Linked DNA regions of Anser cygnoides: region 1 is linked to region 2. Evidence: chromatin contacts called from public Hi-C data. All regions are on one chromosome and are shown on one strand. Each heading gives the region's core, a stretch centred on a gene start, on an enhancer-like site or on the middle of the called end of the contact. The rest is flanking DNA. Distances are from core to core; before and after follow the strand shown.

Region 1 (3,574 bases), core at 212-2,711, 300 kb after region 2:
GAAGTTATTTAAAGTCTCTTCAGAGGAGCTCCTCTCGGGTTCTCCCAAGTCAGTGGCCCTGGATAAAGAAACATCCAAGATTTCTGAAGAGGACAGGTCTTCAGTGTGGGACTCATCCAGGTCATCGTAGCTTTCGGTATCTTCGGCTATGCTGTTATTAGAGCTCATGCTAGCCGATATTTGAGCAGGGGTCACGCTGGTAATCTGAAAGCCACTTTTCTTTTTCATTTGAGCTCCAGTCTGCGCGAGAGGCTGTGGCTGGAGCTGAGACTGCGAGAGGAGGTTCAGGCTTTGTGGAGGAGGGGGTGTCGGCTGTGGACCCGCCGACGAAGATGCTGCAGGAGATGGAGGCGGCGGCTGGACCAGCAAGGGCGGCTGATAATCCTCGGCGGAGAGGGCAGCGCTCCCGACGCCGGTACCTGGTGCAGTGGGAGCAGTAACGCAGCTGCTGCCGCTGCTACTGCTGCTGCCCCTTCTAGGAAACATCGCCGGGTGCGCCATCTTCCTAGCACTAATGTCTGCGGCTGAGTCAGGCTGGTGCATTGTATCGGGCGGATTTTAAGAGTGCAGTCCCCCGGTATGGAGAGAGACAGACACACACACACACACACACACACAGTTAGCTCGGCAGCAGGGCACAGACACCGCGCACAACCCCCCCCACACCCCATACCCCCCCCCCCCAGCTCCCGCAGCGCAGGGGCTGAGCCGCCTCGGCACCGCCGCTCGCCTCCCCCTCTCCTCCTCCTCCTCCTCCTGCACAGGGAGGGGGCGAGCACCGGCCCTCCGCCGCCCCTGAACGTGACACTTCCACCCCTCCGCCGTCCACTTTCCCCCTCGCACCCCCCTCACACACACCCCCTTTTCCTCAGCCACCCCCAAACTCCCCTGGCCCCTCCAGCCGCGCCTCCCCCGGGGCAGGAGGCAATGCCCGCCTCAGCCCGGCCGGCGGCGGGGCCGAGCCCCTTCCCTTCCCCTCATGGAAGCCGGCAACCGGCAGAACCGCCCTCCGCCGGCAGGCCCGGCGCCCCTCGCCATCGGGGGAGGAGGAGGAGGAGGAGGAGGAGGAGGAAGGCGCGGATACGTACGGGACTGGCGCACGGCAGGGAGGCAGCGGCAGGCTGAGCCGGGCAGGGACATCCCCGTCAGTGGCAGCCATGGAGCTGAATCATTTTGGGGAGCCGAGAGACGGAAGGAGGAGGGAAGAAAAGCGGCAGCCCGGCGAGGGAGTCCATGAAAAGGAGGGAGGGAGGCCGGGGGAGCCAGGCAGGCAGGCAGGCAGCCGCTCTCTCCTCCCTCCGTGTCTGGCTGTCTCTGGAGGAGGCTCCGCTCCACACGCTCTTCCTTCCCCCTCCGCCTCCTCCCCCTTTATAACAGGCGGCACCCGCTCTTCCTCCGCAGAGCCGCGTCCTCCTCCCGCTGCGTTCTGCCTTCCTTTCCCCTTCTTCCCTTCCTCCCCTCCCTTCCCTCCCGGCTCTCCCCCGGCCCCTCGCGGAGCCCGGCGGGGAGGAGGGCGCAGCGCGGGGCCGCAGGGGGGAGGGCAGAGCTGGCCCGAGGGGAGGGCAGCCCGCAGACAACGTAAGATGGCGGCGGCCGCCGCGCATGCGCGCCCAGCCCGGCAGACATAAAGCCCGGCTGGCCCGGGACGACGGAAATCGGCTCGGCTCGCCCGGCGGAAATTGCCGAGCGCCGCCGAGCCCCCGCCGACGGGGGGGGGGGGGGGCGCTCCCGAGCGGGGAGGGGGCTTCGGGGGGGACGCGAAATGGCGGCTCCCCCCCCCCGCCACCAACCCGCCCCGCGCCCCAGGTGCCGCGGTCCCGCAGCGTGACTGTGCCTCACATGACCCGCCGCCTCCCTCCCCCTCCTGGGCTCCGCCGCGGGTTTATTCGCGTTATTCATCACCTTCGTCTTCATCCCCTCCCTCGGTCCAGAATTTTCCTGTCGCCCTCCTCCTCCTGCCGTGCGCGGGGAAGCCGGCGGCGCCTCGCCCGTCCCTTTGTGCCGCCGGGGGTCCCCTCACACCCCGAAATGGCCGCCGCCGCCCCCCGGCCCTCACCCCCCTCAGGGGTCTCCATGTCCCCCAGGGCGGCAGGAGGTCCCAGGGCTGCCACCACTCCCTGAGGTGGTGTGGGCGCATCGAGGAGCTTGAGAAGGCGTGTACTGAAGCGCTCTTTCAAAAAATTGTCACCCTTCACAAGTATTTTTTTTATCATTAAGTGAAATTGAGGTCACGTCCACTGCTCTTCTCTTGCTGTTTCAGTACTGGCGTTTCATCAGGGAGGAAAGACCTCGTGGCCCTCCTCAGACGTAGTGAAGCTCGATACAGCCCTCAGCCATCTCCATCCCCTTGTGGCTTCAGCTGTCCCATGACCAAACCTTGGCTTCTCCTCAACCTGGCGTGGCTGCTCTCTGATCCCTGAAGGCTCTCGGTGCTCATGCGTTGGCCAGGAGATCTTCCATAGCATCTACAAACCTGTTAGCATGCCTTGGTGAGCATCCAGCAGGTAGGTAGGTATCTCACTGCAACACAAACCCAACAAATTCACACCACAGTCATTGCTCCACCTCTCCTGTCCTAAGGACTCCCACCAGGAGCACTTTCAGAGCTTGCTAAATTGGCTGTCCTGCTTTCCTACAGAGGGGGAAAGGTTCAAACCTTCTCCTCCATTTCTCCAGGTGGATGAAGTGTGCACCTATACCAGGAGGGGTGCTTGTGTATCCCATTTTCTGGCAGCACATCATCATCTCCTAACGTAGTCTTTCATGAGCTGGTGGAGATGTCTCAGTCACCTCTTTGAAATTATTGTGGTTTGTGTGGAACAATAAAACGTTTGCAGGGCTTGACTGACTCGGACTAATTCTATAGCTTATTTACAAAAGCCAGTGCTTAGGACAATCAACAGGACACATGGGAGAAGCAAAAAAAAAAAAAAAAAAAAAGATTTTGGTGTTTACTGCAGTGAATATGTAAATATGTTGTGAAGAGTAGTAGAGCTTTAACAGGAGAATTTGGGAGAGTCCAAGCTACTATATCATAGCTGAGTCATTAGAGTTCTTGTGGGAGATGTAAATGTGAGTTCCTTCAGGCAGAGAGGAGATTTGAGTCTCCCATGTTCAGTGTGTGGTGTTTAATCACTGAGGTACTAAAAATGCTGTTTTTCTAGCTCCATTTTGTGAAAAGGGTGAGGTTTCAAGGTCACGCACAGTGGGAGTTTTTGCTGCCTGTGCCTGAATCTCAGCCTTCCATCTTGTCTCACCCTGTTAACTAGATTATCCATCTCTCAGTCAGTGTGAGGGACAGGGGTAGCTTTGAGAAAATCCTGCTTTTTGCATCCTAATTGCTTTTATATCTGGAATGCAAACATTCAGCTCAGGTCTCTGGGTACCTGAAATGTAGACTTGCAACCATTGCTCCTTCCATGGCTCTAGCCCACTGCCTGTATACAGACAGTGCTGAGCACTGTGAAGCGATTGGCATGTAATTAAATAAGATTCTGCCTGTTACGAGAACTAGGCAATATTATGTTTTAAAGCTGCTAATCAGAACATATCGAAGACCATGCTACCTGAACGT
Region 2 (3,418 bases), core at 884-3,383:
AAGTAATGTGCAGATCAACAAATGATACCTTCAAATCAAAGGTATCTGCTCACCTTTGCTGGGTTTCAGCTATTATTTTATTGTTATACTTTTTCTGGAATATTAAAAAAATGCTCAAATTATGTGTTTTAATGGTTGCAGAAAAGCAATATTTTAATCTAATATTGGGAGAAAAAAAAAAGTAAAAGTCCCAACTACAATATTGGCACAATTAGTTCAATTGGTACTTGAGGTGCTGTCTGAATGATAGGAATGTGAAGATGTACAAAAATTACTGTTTTCTGTTTGTCTTTCATAAAGGATTCTTCTTGAGAGTGGTGGGATTCTTCCAGAGAACATCCAAGATGATTCTGTCACAGACCAGAACCAAAATATCACATTCTGTACTGCATGCCATCCTGAAAAATTTTATTCTCACTTTCGTGATGGCACTAACTTCGGCACACAAATTGGCTTCATATCAATCAAAGATTGAGATAGTATCTGTCTCTTGCTCTGGAGTAGTAGTTAGACAATAAGTCTGGTGTGTTGACTGTTATCCTGCTCTCCTGGTAGATTTCTTTCCTTCTTTGTTTCACGGACTTGCGATGGAAAGAGTACACAGGCCTTAAGATTCTCCTGCTTCTTCCATTCCCTGTCATTCTGAGGCAAGAAGAGATGTCTAAGATACGGATCCTGGCTTGTGTGAGCCAGGTTCCAAAGGAAACAAGGAGAACTCACAACAGTAACGAAGCACTTTGCAAAGCCAGATGCAAGATCCCATTTTCTTGCCTTTTTGACCACATATATCCCATAAACCTTACTGGTGGTGAAAGCATAAAATAAACAACAAACAAAACCAGTAATAAAATAAAAGTCTTCATTACCTTCTGGATGAGTCTTCTGAATGAAGTTAAGGCTGACATTGCTGATAAAGGAAAGGAAACCTGTATTGCACATTAACGGTTTGGGTACGCCCATCAGTGTATGTTTCAGCTGAAGGTTAGCCTTAAAAAATGATGTGCCTCGGATTGTTTTTGTTTCGATTAGCTTGAAAAAGAGCTTCAAAGCACTTACAAGAATAACTTGAAAGTGAGAAGCAAGCAAGGTCCTTTGGGGCAGACATTGTAAACATACGAATGTTAACTTAAGCATTTTTTGATTGTAAAAAAAAAATAAAACTAAGACTCAGTATAATTTGACTTGTATGGTCATGTTTCCCTAGGATTTTTTCTTTGTCATTTGTGCTCTGCTAATGTCCATTGAGACAATTTCCACAGTACTCAGTTATTTAATAAGTATCTGAAAAGGAGAGTGAATTTATCCTCAGTTAATTTTACTGACCAATTGTTGACATGTTTGTATTGCTAGTAAATTCAAAGTGTGCACTGGTTTCTTATTGCCATAGATGATTTGACCCTAGATTTTGCGCTAGATGTTGCAAGGTTAGGATGGATGGGACTCTGACTGCCCTGATGCAGTGGAAGGTGTCCCTGTCCATGGCAAGGGAGTTGGGACTAGATGGCCTTTAACCATGGTCTTTAACCCTTCCAACCCAAACAATTCTGTGATTCTCCGGTTCTGTCATTCTATGTGATAATAGTTGACACACAGTCAGACCTTCCTAATAGTTAAGTTTTTGTTTTCAAGTCTAATAGCGTGCTGGCTGTAGCTTGCACAGTTCCCAAACACGAGTCTTGGAAGAACTGCCTGCATACGTTATTTCCTATTTTGATTTAAACGGGCTTTACCAATTCTAGACTGTTTTTGTCCACTAGAGGTCAGTGCTAGCCCACGGTGCGCTTCCATCTCTGGCTGCACTGTGTATCTGGGTTTTCAAACAACGCTTTGCAAAGCACTGTACAGCACAGCACTTCTGCCTATATAATCATCTGCCAAGTTAGTCTGCTACCTGTGCTTGAAGAGTAATCCGTGTTTCATTCTGTTGGGGTGCAATTCGTAAGCGACCAAAGTAAAATTTTCCATGTCCTCCAGGAGAACAGACTTCTTAAAAACCTTCCTTTTACCTGTGAATGGTATTTGTCAGCAAAGACTGCTTCTGACTGCTACCCCAGACTGTAACCATCTACCAAAAATATTTCTTCCAACTTTCCTACTTCTTCTTTAGAAATATTATTCCTCTTCTGCTGTAGTCCCACAGTCCTTCAGAAAAACAATTCTTACACTTTCAGTTACCTTTTAAAAACCTCACCGTTGCTTTCATCATTCCGGGGGTCACCACTGAGGTGATGTTCATGGCTGGGTTCAAACTGAAGGTTCAAGGTCCCGCAGGGACAATGCTCTGCAACTTAATGCTGCCAAGCATGTTACTTCACGGTAGCTTAGGGTGTGCATGGCATATATATGCATGATGTGTATAAATGTATGCATATTATCAATTTATTCTAAATATAGGATAATGTAATTATATGGTCACGGAAAGGCTTGTCTTGCTGCACTGGCTTAAAGAATAACAACCTACTTTCCCCTCTCGGTTCTGTCCCTTTGCCTGCGGAACCACCTTACGGGCACTGATTGACGTAGCTGTGGAGTGACTAAGGCATCTTCGCTTCTGCTGCTGCTGGTGTGGGGGCAGTAGCACCACACAGCCTTCAGTCCCTGCACCAAAAGCTCTGACACAGCTTGTCGGTGCCCTTCGCTTAACCCTCTTCCCTGGTGGATTAAGAGCGTGCCATCAAAAGCAGCTGAGACCCTCGGCTTTGCAAGGTACTGCTTGACAGCTGAAGCATCATAGGTGCCCACGTGCCTGCTGTTAGCCCAGCTCACCTCAGAGACGGCTTTAAACTAACACATTTTGTGTTGCAGTGAGTGAAAAGACCTTGCAGCAATGCTATTTACCACTGTTCAAATGCTCAAACAGTATAATAGTAAGTCACAGTAACCTGATACTGATAGTAAGACCTGGCTTGTTCCTACCTGCTCAGGAACGACAGCAGACTTTTTCTGTTTAGAAAAATACTATTTACAGGTCGTGGTAGGACTAGGCAAGCTGGAGAGCATGTGGGAATAAGCAGAAACACCACAGGCATTACCTTTTAGAAGACAAATTGCTACCTCAATCATTGTTCGTTAGTTCTTTTACACTGAATTACCTAGACTGTAAACCTGTCAAGACAAGAAACAGGCTTTTGTATATGGGTTACTGAGGTGGAGAACTCCACCACCAATAAGAAAATAATAATATTGAGTTCCCATCAGGCTAGGCTCTGTATCGTACAGAGAGTTTCTTTCAAAAGTCATTGCCAGAAAAACATTTTAGTTCTGGTATTAAAAAAAAAAAAAAAAAAGCTTAGGGGAAGGTCATGATAAAAAGGAGAAAAGGCTGTTTTGCATCTGTTTTGTGGAGATTTTATTTACTCATTTGTTATTACTGTTGCTCACTAAAGGACCCGAGCAGATCAGTCCTGATTCACCACCT

What was found. A called contact is a pair of places that touch in the nucleus more often than the background predicts.
Region 1: a contact with region 2 is called in a Hi-C map of liver, with 1.6 times the contacts expected there. The contact joins the promoter of TSC22D1 here to the enhancer-like site in region 2. A contact is called at or near these places in 3 of 7 Hi-C or Micro-C datasets (granulosa cells and liver).

What each region holds. Positions count from the first base shown.
Region 1 is chr1:181,411,192-181,414,765 of Taihu_goose_T2T_genome, forward strand. It overlaps TSC22D1 (TSC22 domain family member 1), which reads right to left and starts at 1,462. Exons shown (of 4, transcript XM_066988427.1): 1 at 1,089-1,462; 2 at 1-534. The coding sequence starts at 501. It overlaps LOC106035060 (a long non-coding RNA gene), which reads left to right and starts at 1,442. Exons shown (of 7, transcript XR_010827841.1): 1 at 1,442-1,578; 2 at 2,261-2,508.
Region 2 is chr1:181,109,753-181,113,170 of Taihu_goose_T2T_genome, forward strand. LACC1 (laccase domain containing 1) reads left to right here. Exons shown (of 6, transcript XM_066988398.1): 6 at 301-1,187. The coding sequence ends at 475. Among named protein-coding and RNA genes, the nearest start is that of CCDC122, 12 kb to the left of the region's middle. Within about 2 kb of position 2,134, at least 3 of the 3 cell types and tissues checked have open chromatin away from gene starts, as enhancers often do. A contact at or near this core is called in liver, where this site is marked.